Regions from separate parts of the Sus scrofa genome. Here region 2 is linked to region 1. The links are chromatin contacts, called in public HiChIP or PLAC-seq maps. All regions are on one chromosome and are shown on one strand. Each heading gives the region's core, a stretch centred on a gene start, on an enhancer-like site or on the middle of the called end of the contact. The rest is flanking DNA. Distances are from core to core; before and after follow the strand shown.

Evidence for each region. HiChIP or PLAC-seq counts read pairs in DNA pulled down with a chosen protein or histone mark.
Region 2: a contact with region 1 is called in an H3K27ac HiChIP or PLAC-seq map of skeletal muscle. The contact joins two enhancer-like sites. A contact is called at or near these places in 1 of 47 Hi-C or Micro-C datasets (epiblast stem cells) and 1 of 2 datasets of contacts at active chromatin or transcription factors (skeletal muscle).

What each region holds. Positions count from the first base shown.
Region 1 is chr9:105,475,827-105,482,639 of Sscrofa11.1, forward strand. ATXN7L1 (ataxin-7-like protein 1) reads right to left here. Exons shown (of 18, transcript XM_005667724.3): 13 at 6,390-6,585; 14 at 1,595-1,716; 15 at 1-201. Among named protein-coding and RNA genes, the nearest start is that of RINT1, 86 kb to the left of the region's middle. Within about 2 kb of position 3,840, at least 24 of the 83 cell types and tissues checked have an H3K27ac peak or open chromatin away from gene starts, as enhancers often do. A contact at or near this core is called in skeletal muscle, where this site is marked.
Region 2 is chr9:105,997,296-106,004,108 of Sscrofa11.1, forward strand. No RefSeq gene overlaps it. Among named protein-coding and RNA genes, the nearest start is that of SYPL1, 16 kb to the left of the region's middle. Within about 2 kb of position 3,691, at least 9 of the 83 cell types and tissues checked have an H3K27ac peak or open chromatin away from gene starts, as enhancers often do. A contact at or near this core is called in skeletal muscle, where this site is marked.

The sequences.
Region 1 (6,813 bases), core at 2,590-5,089:
CCCCCATCGGCTGCCATCCCTCCAGGTTCGGGCCCGTCGGGGCCTGGGGTTTGGGCAGCGAGGTTGAGAGGGCAGCGGGGTGCTACGCTCTCCAGAGTTGACACCCAGGCAGCCCCAATGTTGCTCAGTGACAGCAGATTGGTTAGGCAAGTCCTGAAAAGGGGGGAGGGACCTGATGCCCTGGGGCTCGGGTTTCTGTGCCTGAGGAGGAAAGGAATATGGAGCTTGAGCCGACAGGACACCAGGCAGCGAAATACAGATCAACACATTCCTTCCACGTGTCCAGGGGTTACAATTCCACAACACAGGAGAGCAAAGCGCTGCGGGGTCACCAGGGCTGGCGGCCACGTTGGGGGCACGCGCACAGAAGGCTAAGTCACCAAGTGACTGGGAACACGGTAACCCCACAGGCAGCCGGCTGGCGGCTTCTGAGAAAGGACACAGGGTTGATGGCAGGGTGCCGTTTAGACACACTGGGCAGTCACTTCAGTGAGAAGAAATGCTAAGCTTCTCTTGTGGCCCTTTCCGACTTCACAGGACGTGTCAACGGGTCGTCCTAAGTCCACCACGAGGGCTTACTGCAGGCTCAGGGGAACTTACTTCTACAAGTGCTGGAAGTTCTTTGAGCATCGTGGTGAATAGAGCCTGAGGTGCCATCACTGCCTGGGAGAGGGCAGGTTTTGAATACTGTTTCCACCCTACCCCACCCTCCCGTCTTGGGACAATGTTTTCCTGGACTGCACTGAGCAGCATGAGGGGCTGAGTGTTGGCTTTCCTGGACCATCGAGGCCTAGAGCTGAGGGGTCCACAATGCTATGGATATGTTATTGTAGGAGCTGACCTTGGCAGGAGTGGGGGCTGGGGACTGCCAGGGGGGCGGCCTGGTGTTATCAAGTGGCTGGAATGGCGGATCCTTATGTGCTGTGGTTGGAGTGGGTCTAGCCTGTCATTCTGCACAATAGCCTTTCCCAAAGTCAAGACAGCCTTTTCCTTTTTATAAATCCACCACAACGTTAACACATCAGGAGGTGTTGGAGGATAAAAGGGCCGAGGGGAAATGGGATGTAAGCTGGGGTTAGGATTGACAGAAGTACGTGGGAAGGGCCAAAGACAAGCTTAACCAACTTCACAACATGGCCCAGGATCTGCCCTGTTGGCCGCTGCATGTATTTTTTCCCCCGGGACATTAAGCCATCATAAATTGTTCCGTCACCATTATGAAATTTTTCGTATGGACATCGTAGCGTTCACATTACAGACAGAAGCATATTCTCAATATCCTTAGATGCTTTCAGGCATAGCAACAAGGCCCTTGGATGCCGTTAAATAAACGAGGTCTTATCTAATACCTTTTCATTTATCGAGAATATTAGCAACCCCAAAGTGACCTCCAGAGAAGACAAAACATACAGTATATCCTACACGTCTCTGTAAAACTATGGGCGAGCCACAAAGAGGGGCTGACATTTAAGAATTAATCACGAACCCCAATTTCAGAATCATTTTGTTCAATGGAAAGCCAGCCAGAGACATTCATTTAGAAAGTTGGGGTTCAGATCTCAGACCTCATATTGCACAAAAACCGCTCACTTACTTCCACATCTGTGAATTCAAGTGTTTTTCTACCATGGAGTTTAGTGCGAATCGAAAACGATCCCATCTTCTGTCAAACACATAGTACCCTCGTCCCATGAGGCGACTCCCGAATGAGCAAAACTGTGAGGGAAAAAGAAACATTTTAATTTTGATTACAGGTTAATACGCTAATATCAGCCATACGGAGAAAAATAAAATTTGCATAAAAACACACAGGGGTACAATTTTCTTCAAAATAAAGAAGCAAATAGTACCAAAGCCAAAATATTTCTGTGGTGCTTCTGTTTGAGCGCCTAGTTTTTTTTTTTTTTTTTTTTTTTTTTGTCTTTTTGCCTTTTCTAGGGCCGCTCCCTTGGCATATGGAGGTGCCCAGGTTAGGGGTCTAATCGGAGCTGCAGCCCATGGTCTACGCCAGAGCCACAGCAACGTGGGATCTGAGCTGCGTTTGCGACCTACACCACAGCTCACAGCAATGACGGATCCTTAGCCCACTGAGCAAGGCCAGGGATTGAACCCGTAACCTCATGGTTCCTAGTCAGATTCGTTAACCACTGAGCCATGACGGGAACTCCAAGCTCCTAGATTTTTTTATAGAACCTCCCAGGATGACTCAACAATAGTGACATTCAGTCTTCAGTGGCACTGAGGGCTACCCTCTCTGTACTTGGGATTGAGCCAGCCTTGTTGGTTGGGGAAAAAAAAAAAACGCCAAACCAACAGCAACCAGCAGTCAGGGCAAGATCTTGGCACCAGGGGCTTGTCACATGTACCATCTTCTGAAAGAAGCTGGTGGCTCCTTGCCTCTCATCAGGAAGCTGCTGGTTCTAATGTTCACCTGCCAGTGGGCCATACTTTCCTATCTGTGGTCCACAGAGCCACTTCACCGCCAACTTGGCTAAACTCCGTCCTTTCCAGGTGCTAACCTCATATCCCCTCCCATCAGCACTTGCAGGCTCTGCCCTGGGACACACCACTGCCTCCAAGCTCACGCTCATACCATTCCCTCGGCCAGCCATCCCCTGCCCTCTTTGCTCAGCCCATTCTAATTCTCCACTCTCTCAGGGCCCTAATTAAGACTCTCAGGTCTGGAGTTCCCTGGTGGCTCAGTGGGTTAAGGATCCATTGTTGTCACTGCTGTGTCCCGGGTCATTGCTGAGGCACGGGTTTGATCCCTGGCCTGGGAACTTCTGCATGCCCCAAGTGGGACCAGAAAATGAAAAACAAACAAACAAACAAGCAAAACCCTCTCATTTCCAGTGGCTGAGTCACCTTACTACTCTGAACTCCCAGAAACACCTAGACGTACCTCACTACATTTCACCTGAGAATCACTTCATAATTTGGAATGTTTCTGTGCCTGTCTTGATGATTATAAATGTATACAGGTCAGGGACCCCATTCTCTTCTTCTTCTTCCTCAATGTGAGGATAGTAGAGATTTAGGCTGGATGGATTACAGAGATAAGGTTGCACAAAGTGTTTAGTGCAAACTATCACACTTAAAGCATAGAGCTGAAATATGAGCACTTAGACGTTTAATAAACGTCAGTTGATAATGTTGTTAAGACAACCAGAAGGCCAGCAGACAGAAATGCAAGAAGTGGCCTCTGAGAAGGTGACATTTGGCTGGTCAGAGCTTAGGCGAGTCTAAAATGACACTATAACTCAAATGCAGCTTCTCCCCTCCTCCAGGCCTCTCCCAGCAGCTCCCTGGCCTCCATCCCAGACACAGTGCTGGGTTGGCATTCATTCCACAAACCCTTCCTGGAACCAGCCTTTGGAACAGTTCTGAGGAGGAAATGCAAGACCTTCCCTTTGTTTTGTTTCTGCTTAGGTTCTGGGGGGGAGTATGCATTAAAATCTTGCCGCCCATCAAATCTGGTACTCCCGATGAAAAACTCTTTTCTGCACTTTCACATTAAGTGCTTCCTGGCCAAGTAAGAAACCATAGAAAGGGAGTTCTCCCACGTGGAGGCTGGTGCCCAGCAAAATGTGGAAGCGGGGCCAGGTCAGGCATCTTTTCCTTCTTCATATCCTTGCTACAAACACTTTAAACAAACCTTCGTTTAAAAAAAATGATTTAGTGTATCAATTGGCCATGAGAAAAAGGACAAAGCAAAGAAACAAATCCATGGCCTTTCCATTCAAATCAGCCAAACATTAAAGCACACAAATCTGCCAGGACCAGAGTTGAGCTAATCCACTGTAGCCTGGCAGTTTGTCATTTGGACAAAGATCTTGATGTGCTCCAGCGTCTGGCCTTCTGGCAGAGCCTGGGCTCACTTTCAGACTTGGAAGCTCGAGACCCCTTACTGTCTGCACTGCCTCTGCCTCTAATTCAATATAGATGCAAGGCTCAGAGCCCCAAGAGGCTCCTGTCCTTGGTCGCCTATGATGTCCCAGGCAGGGCTATAGACTCTCATTGCGGTGGCCACTGGGGCAGACCCCAGTGGTTGTCAATCTCATCGACTGCCACCCCACTCCCAGCTCTCCCTGCCTTTTCCTTGTTCACAGAACCACATGTCCTTTCTGATTTCTGACATGGAACAGTGAGCAGGAAAGGTGGGTCTCTTTCCAGAACTTTGCAATGAATTCATGGCTGGCTTCATCCTGTTACTACAACCCCATCTTTCTCTGCCACTGATGGGCATAGGGGTGGGCACATGACCTACTTCTGTTTAGATGGAAGGGAAGGTCTACTGGGCGGGGCTATATATGTAGGAAGATCTTCCTCCCTAAGAAATGATATAAGATTGCATCTTAGAAGAAGACCCCTTTGTTTGTCCCGTCCTCCCTTTGTAAAGGCCAACCACTGGGTGAGGATGTGATACTGGAGTCGGAGCTGTGCATGAAAGGGGAAGAGGGCTGCAGAGACTCTCCCTCAGCAACAGGACAGTGTGGAGATGCTGAACCAAGCCTGGAACCACTTGCCACTAGGCTGCTTGTTATATGAGACAAGTAAATGACCCAAGTGAAGATATGGGATGAGTTGTTTTCTATCGCTGGCAGTCAAAGGTACTCCTGATTGTCCCTATTTCTATCTGGCCCAGAAGCAAAGTCTCAGGCTGTTGGTGAAGTACATGGCACCATCCTCCCCAGAAATAGGAAGTGAATTTTGCCTTCAAAATCACACTGATAGAAGGGAGGAAGGACCCTATCATGATGCAGGGCTGATTTCCATGCGATCCAAGGACAAAACTCATCTTACAAGGCTCATGCTGGGACCAGAGCAAACTGGCTATGGGGTCCCTCGTTCCTGGTCTCTCTGAATTTGGCTCTATGACGGGAGCACTAGGCATTCCCTTCTTCTTTTTTTAAAAAATAATATATCGCTTTTATTGATTGATTGATCGATTGGCTGCACCCAACTTCCACGTGGAAGTTCCTGGGCCAGGGATGGAACCCATGCCATAGCAGTGACCAGAGCTGCTGCAGAGACAACGCCGGATCCTCAACCAGCTGTGCCACAAGGGCACCCCTAGGCATTCCCTTCTCAAGTGTTTGTCAGGCGAACATGAACAGGCCTCGAGCTCACGCCTTCTTTTACTTCCCATCTTGGTTTTGTGACCTTCTGAATTGTTAAAGTGGGCTCTTTCAAGGCACTGGGAAGAAAGTGACCTTTTCTTTAATCAGCAATCACGCTGACATGAAATGCTTCCTCCTTTCCTACACACACGCAGACCCACACACACTCAGTTCTGGTGCCATACGCTCACATCTACTAATAACAATAAAACTCAGAACCAACAGGGGAGGAAACCAGCCAGGGCTGGCACCTGGCACATTGCTCAGACAGACGGTTTCCAAAGCAGGTGAGCTAGACTAACTCTTGAGATCAGAGGCTCTGCTCTTAGACGGGCAAGGCAGGAAGGTCAGCTCCCCAGTGCTCTCGTATAAACACCAATGTTGCTTCAAGGTGGACCACAGACACTCAGGTGTTTAAAGGACTATAATCAGCTAGGAGCCTTTACCTTTCCTTCGGGATTTTCTTTTTTTAAAAAAATTTTATGGCTGCACTCAGAGCATATGGAAATTGCTGGGCCAGAGACTGAATCTGAGCCACAGCTGCAACCTATGCTGTAGCTGTAGAAATGCAAGATGCTTAACTCATTGTGCTGGGCTGGGGATTAAACCTGTACTTCCAAAGTGACCTGAGACACTGCAGTCAGATTTTTAACTCATGGCAGCAGCACTCCTTTATTTATTTTAATTTTATTTTGGCCGTCCCTAGGCACATGGAGTTCCCAGGCTAGGGATCAGATATGAGCCACAGTTGTAACCTAAGGTGCAGCAGTGGCAACACTGGATCCTTTAACCCACTGTGCTGGGCCAGGGATTAAACCTACATCCTGGCACTGAAGAGATGCTACTGATACTGTTGTGTCAGAGTGGGAACTCTTCCTTTGTGATTTTCAATGGGATTTCTAAGTCAATTACTCAACTTCGGGGTAAGTTCCTTCCCTTTCTTTTTTCTTTTTATGGCCACACCTGTGGTACATGGAACAAATCAGAGCTGTGGCTGGAGCCTATGCCACAGCCCCAGATCTGAGCTTCACTGAGACCTATGCTGCAGCTTGCGGCAACACTGGATCCTTAACCCACTGAGTGAGGCCAGGGATCAAACCCACATCCTCATGGATACTAGTCAGGTTCTTAACCTGCTGAGCCACAACAAGAACCACCAGGGAAGTGTCCTGGAGGCCTTCTTATGAAGGATGCTGTCGGATACAATCACCTAAATACCACAAAGCATAGGGAAAAAAAATGCCTGGACAGAAATGGAAGGTGGCCTACCGCGAGAGGTCTGGGGTGGTGGGTGGAGAAATGACAGTCTAATAACTTCTCAGCTTCGTCGGCTCCGTCCATCTCCCCTTCATCACTCGACAGTCGGCTGGCGAGGTCACCTCCAACTAGGGGCAGAGAGGGTTCCGGAGTGTAGCCACTGTGATTTGAAGATGTGCTGCTGCTTATGCTATTTGCAGATGATGGTCTACGGGCAGGAGAGAGAGAACAGAATAAACTTTCCTGTGGGAACAAGACCTACCCAGTTTGACAGGGCTTGGAAGGTAGACCAGTTAGCCTTCCTGACAGATCAGGGAAGGCGGGTCAATGTCACATTTGCACAAGGGAAAAATTTGGGCTGAGAGGGTTAGCAGTGGCCAGCTCTCTACTGTGATCAGGTGGAGCTGAGGCTCTGCCTTCCCTGGATTTGAGTACC
Region 2 (6,813 bases), core at 2,441-4,940, 520 kb after region 1:
CCACGCAGGATCCGAGCCACATCTGCAACCTATACCACAGCTCACAACAACACCGGATCCTAACTCCACTGAGCGAAGCCAGGGGTAGAACCCTCAACCTCATGGTTCCTAGTCGGATTTGATTCTGCTGAGCCACGATGGGAACTCTGTTGTTCTTAATTTCTTTTCTCATTTGTGGTAAAATGAAGTTACTTGAGGCTGAAAGAAGGTCTCAAAAGAGGCTCTCCTAATCAGTGCATATTTTACACACGTTCCAACTCTGAGACACTCCTCAGAGCTTTTTGAAGACAGAGAACATTCCTAATCTAATCGCTAGGTTACCTCTCTACCGTTGTAGTTCACCTGGTGACCTCTACAAACATGTCAAAAATTCTGGAGGAGTGGCACTCGTGAACGCTCTCTGCAGATCTCCTCAGGCCTCCTGCTCCTGGCTCCCATCCTATATCCACACACCCAGGTGGCCCCAATTTCTCTCCAGTGGGCAGTGGGTAAGGGAGCAGGTAGTAATTTAAAGACTTACACCCCCTGACCACAGTATTATTGGAGAAACTACTTCTACCTGTTCCTGTAATACCTCTCGGGCCCTTAAGAGCTAAGCCTGGAGTTTTATGACTGGAACTTCTTTCCCTTGGCTGAATTTTGTTGTTCCACACTGGAGGACTGCTTTGGTAGCAGCCATCAGGGCCTGTTCCAGGTGGCAACATACATTTAGACCTTAAATTCCCCCTCTGTTGCTGGCATAGCTGCTCCCTGCCTTTAACTTTTAGATGAGAAATGTTAATTTATGGTAGCTGTGGAAACTAGTGTAGGTTAGCGGAGTTGGGAGAAGTGGGAGAACCCCCCAAAAATAAAATATTAGAAAAGTGTCACTCAGAACGCAATATTTTTAAAAAAAGTTAAGCATAAAAAAACCCTCAGAGGAGTTCCTGTTGTGGCTCAGCAGTAACAAACCTGACAAGCATCTATGAGGATACAGGTTCGATCCCTGGCCTCACTCACTGGGTTAAGGATCTGGCTTGCTTAATGCAGGTTCAGATCCTACATTGCTGTGGCTATGGCATAGGCTGTCAGCTGCAGCTCCAATTTGATCCCTAGCCTGGGAACTTACATATTCCGCACGTGCAGCCCTGAAAAGCAACAAACAAACAGACAAAAAACACAAAATCCCTCAGAGCCAGGAAAAAGTCTTCTCAAGGGAAGAAACATACATGATGCTATTTTCTGCCTTCTCTTTTGGTTTTTGCCCCATGGTGTTATCCCATCTTTTGTAAAGATATGAGGTAATATGGTAAGTAAACAGCAGGCAGTTGCGGAATCAAAGGAAGGGCTCACTCAGGAATGAAACTAGCCCAGTACAGGAGCTCCTTTTAATCAGACTCCTCACTCTGGGGCCCACCCTTTGGTCTGGACTTTACTAAGGCCTGAGGGTTGAGCCTCATTTTCTTCCATTTCTAATCTTAGACAATCCATTTATTCCTTTTGTCAACTGTCAGGACTAAACCCAGAAGATGTTAAGGATTGGATGTGGATAATAACTGCTGATATTATATGGCTCCTTGTAGTTTGCAAAGCACATCTACACACATTATTGCATTTAGTCCTTTCAGTCACTGTGAAGTAGGTATTACTTTTGTATTACTATGATCACAATTTTGCAACTGGGGAAACCGAAGCTTAACAAGGTGATGTGACTTATCTAAAATCATAGAGAAAGGGAATGGGTCTACACTCAGGTTTTCTCACCCCAAGTCCTGTTGCTCCACAATTCAATTGATTCTGGGGAAATGCCACTTGTCTGCCATGCACCCTTCATTCCTAATTAACGACAGTGGTAATGGTGGCTGACATTTGGGGTAGTCACAGCACGCCAGGTACAGCTCATCTAATCCTTGCACCAGTCCTATGATACAGACTTTATAACTAGACTTACTTTACAGTTGAGTGAACCGAGGCTCAGAGAGGTTAGGTATGTTATCCCGGGGTGCACAGCTAGGAAGTGATGGAGACAGGCTTCACCCCCAGGCCTGTTTGATTCCCCAGCTCTTAATCACTCCACTCTATGGCCCTGCTGTGTCCTTTGCTTTCTCTTTCAAGGTTTCCAGCTCCTTCCAAAAGATCCACTCAACAGAGCGAAAGCACACAGGGTGCCTTCAGGGGCAAAGAACTGAACTACAGGTGGCAGGAGGAGACAGAGTGAACAATGGCTCCTCCAGGACTTGTTCTGGTGGGAAACATAACTGCCTTAAGCACAGCTACAATGTGGATGTGTTAGTCAGGAGGGGCTTGGAGCCTGGTGCAGGGACAGGAAAAACGGGGTTGACCAATGCACATGGAGGCAGTCAGTCCCCCACTAAGGAGCTTCTACCCTGAATCAGTACTGTTGGGAGATGAGATGCTTAGCGCCCAGGCATCCCTTACTAATGGCCTATGGCACAGCAGTGGGTGTGGCGTCACCAGTCATGTGTGCCTGTTCTGAACACAGCATCACAGACTGTGGACTGTCAGATCCTCTGATTGGATACAAATGCTCCTGTGCTGAGTAAACCCTTAATAATAAACTTCTTGGAGGTAAAGGCCGTAATACCTTGAAGCACTCCTTCGGGGTTTGCCTCAATGAAAAACCACCAAGCACTCCTGGTTGCCTTTTCAAGATACTTAGCTCATTCCCTTGCTGGTCTATGCTGGTAGAGGGGTGGGGCAAGTCGGTGTGAGAAGGTCTGGGAAAGAAACAATCTGTCCAACCCTGTGAAAGGAAACCCTCTGCAGATCTGGAGGAGGTGAGTGCCCCCACATCCACGTGGGCTTATTCCTGGGGACAGCAGGAGAGGCTCTGCCTCCTCTTCATGGCTCCTGGGTCTCAGTCCCGGCTATACGTTGGGATCACCTGGAGGGCTTTTACCATCCACCCGTGCCTGGGATCCACCACCCAGGAATCTCTGGTATTGTAATCCCAGGTACTTGTAATTCTTATAAACTCCCCAGCTGATGGTGAAGCAGAGTATTGCTGCTCTAGAATTTCACACTCAGAAACAAATGCCACAAGCATCCAATTTACCTCTCCACCATTTTGGTGAGTTTGAAAGGAAAAGAGGCATTACAGACTGATTTTAACGAGGGGAAGAGAGGTGCAGAAAGGAGAAGCAATTTGCTGAGGCCAGAGGGCTGCTCAGGGCAGGGTTGGGGTAGGAAGCAGCTTCCTTCTGATTCTCCTGCATCCTTTTTTCTGGCAGTATATACAGTATCGACTGTTCTGATGGCTTAGTTTGACATGCACTCAGGCGAGAGATTTCTACTCCTTTATTGGGATGGCCTTTCCAATTAGACCTACACTACTGTTTCAGTGTGTTTCCTGGTGTGGAAGCCCAAATCTTCCTTTTGTAATTCTTAGCTCTTTACTGGCCTGAGCAGTGGGTCATGAGATCCCCGCCTCTATTTAGAGGGAGCCAGGGACCGACCATGTTTGGTGTGTTCTGTACAGAGCACAACACATACGTGTACAGTGAAAACATACTTTACTGTGGGTAGAACTGAGACCTAACTCAGTCTCAGCTTTCAAGCCTCTGGATCAACAGCAGTTAATTCTCTTAGAACATAGAGCTAAATCTCTGAGGAGGCCTGGCCTGGAGAGGCCACCCGAATTGCTGCCTGCTTAAAGGTGCACTCATGTTTCTTGATTTATCTGAGTCAGTACCTCTGTTTATTTTTGCCATTTGACTTCAGGGTAGGGCTGGTTTCCGTGTGCTGGCAATTCCCAGTGAGTACAGGCTCTGAGTGACAGGGGCAGGTGTTCAGGAATCCCCAGTGACTATTATTTCATTTTGTTCCTCCCCCAGCCTCACGGTTTATGTATGAGCTGTTAGGTGACCGAGTTCTATTTTTAACTGCAAATATGTTCTTTTCAACTGGAATCATATTCTTTAGACACTGCATTATGCAAGCTGGCTCCAAAGTTTGCCAGCAGTGCTAAACTCAACTGTGACAATTCCCAGCCACTGTCACTGAGCCCGCTACAGTGAAGCAAACAGCACGCTTACTTGCTGCAAGATAGAGCTGCTGTTGTGTCTAATAACTTTGCTACCTGAGGAGAAAGCTATGTCTGGCCACTCCGATCAGCTACCCTCCTCTTGTCTCCTGCCTATCCCAGAAAAAATCCTCTGGGCCTTGGGGGACGGCATTAAAAAGGCTTCTGTTGAGGAAGGTTAAACTTGAAATTAGTCATAATGAGGTACAAGCTATGTAATGCTCATTGTGGTGTATCTTCTCAGGCTATGAGCAGGAGAGGACGGTTTCAATGGAGGGCCTCAAGTCGAGAAGTCATTCTGATGAAGTGTTCCTGCTGAGCCATTCACTATTCTAAAGTGAGAAACTTAGACAAGCCCAGTGGTTGGGTCTCATGTTTTTCTGTGGGATAATCACAGAGAAGTGTCTTTCCAGAATGGCACAGAGCTGGGATCTTTCCCCCTGCTTTCTCCTAGAGGACTGGCATCTGGCTTATCCAAAATGAACCAGAGAAGAGACCGAGTTAGCATTCTCTGAAGGGAAAATGTTAGTATCACAAGGTTCTTTGATGGCAAGCAACAGAAACCAACTCTTTAATAAGAATTCACCTACTTAAGAACAATTGTTAGAAGATAAGTTCCATGAAAGCAGGGGCTAGCTTTTCACTGCTGTTTCTCCAGTAGGACAATACCTTGAATATACAATAGGCATTGACTACTGAGTATATTGAGTCAAGGTTTGCAGGTTATACATAGGGTGGATTGAAGAATTGTTAGGAAGACTGAGAACCAATATCAGAAAAGGATAAGAATGAGAGCACCTCTGGAGGGGAAAGGTAGCAGGAACTCGGTCCCTGACAGATCCATCAGGAATGAATGCTCTCTAACTAGTCATATTTTTGAGTGTCTGTCCTCATGCATCAAAATCCAGAGGGAGGAGTTCCCGTCGTAGCTCAGTGGTTAACGAATCTGAGTAGGAACCATGAGGTTTCGGGTTCCAACCCTGGCCTTGCTCAGTGGGTTAAGGATCCGGCGTTGCCGTGAGCTGTGGTGTAGGTCGCAGACGTGGCTCGGATCCCGTGTTGCTGTGGCTCTGGCATAGGCTGGTGGCTACAGCTCCGATTCGACCCCTAGCCTGGGAACCTCCATATGCCGTGGGAGCGCCCCAAGAAATGGCAAAAAAAAAAAAAAAAAAGAAAAGAAAAGAAAAAAAATCCAGAGGGAGATGTATTAGAGTTTTCTAGAGGAAAACAGAACCAATAGGATCTATCTATCTAGTGAGAGACAGAGAGAGAGAGATTGATTGATGATAAGAAATTGGCTCACACGATTATGGAGGCTGGCAACCCCAATCTGCAGGGTGGGTTGGCAGGTTGGAGTTGGAGACATAGGGAGAGCCAGTGTTCTAGTTCAAGGGCTGTCAGGAAGGAAGGGTGACACTGCAGATGAAGCCTAAAGGCGGTGTGCTGAAGAATTCTCTCAACTCAGGGAGGGTAGGTCTTTCTGTTCTGTTCTGTTCTGTTCTGTTCTGTTCAGGAGGAGGCTCACCCACTTGTGGAGAGCAAGCTGCTTTACTCCAATTGATTGAAATGTTGATCTCATCCAAAAAGACCCTTGCAGAAACACTCAGAATAATGTTTGGCCAACTATCTGGGCACCCCATGGCCCAGGCAAGTTGACATTTACTTGCTATGGAGAGGGCCAGAGAGACACAACTGGCCTAGCTGGAGTCATGTGACCATCCCTCTGCCCAGTACAAGGCAGGGTATTTTGTTGGGCAAGTCCAGAAACTTTGCGTGAGGGGCAAGCACTTATTTCCCAAAGGGGCAGTGGGAGCTGTTTCCAGGAGAAAGGGGAAGGGATACTAGGGAGTTGCAAGACAGCAACTGGCTCTGCTCTCTGGAGAGTCTCACTTTGTTACTTGCTTCTGTGGAGGTTAACATCAAGACACAGCTCTCCGCTTTGGCTGCCTCTTGTAGCTCCTCTCCTCTGTGTGAAAAGAGAACAGCCAGCTAATTTCTGTGCCTTTGGCCCTTCCCCTCCAGCCATGGGTAGAGGTGACTATCTGAGGGTAGATTGTGAGCTCCAGGCCCTTACTTTTAGAGGCTTGTGCTCATGATTCAGCACTCAAATGCTGGCTCACTCTCAAAAGTCCCCCTACACTGTAAGTGCTGTTCGTAAGATACTTCTACCTCAGGAGGGTTTGAATCTATTATGCTCTGTGTATTTCTCTTCTCCATTCTTTGCCTACAAGAGGTCTTACATAGCTGTGACTTCTGCTAACCTATGCAGTGCCTATGTGGAATTAACATGGCATCCCTTCTTCAAGATACTTTACATCCATTGGTTGGAAAGTGTCATAATGTACTGATTTTGTTTGAACAAGTTGCTGCCATATACCAGAACACTGACATGATAAATATATCTAGTATATTTATAATGTGATTGATGCCTCCTTAGATACGACCACCTTGTGCAGTGTACAACCAGTCTACCTGTACCTGGAAGGTCTGACTACCATGGGAGAGGGAGACCACCAAAGGCCAGGGAAGCACAACTTGTTCAATGTTCTGGTGAGTGGTGTGAGAGTACGTGCAGGGGCGGGGGTGATGGTGTGTTCCTTTTCTCTGGGTTCTGATCAAAAGCTGAGCAGTTGATCTGATACAAGACTGTGAGCCCAAGATTCCTCTAGAATGGTAAGTCCCTCATACTCCCCAAAGAAACTGCCTTCTAGGCATTAGGAACCATAGCTCTCATCTTGGGTGAATTCCTGGGAGACATTCATAGCTCAGATCAGACCAGCGGGAGAGGCAAT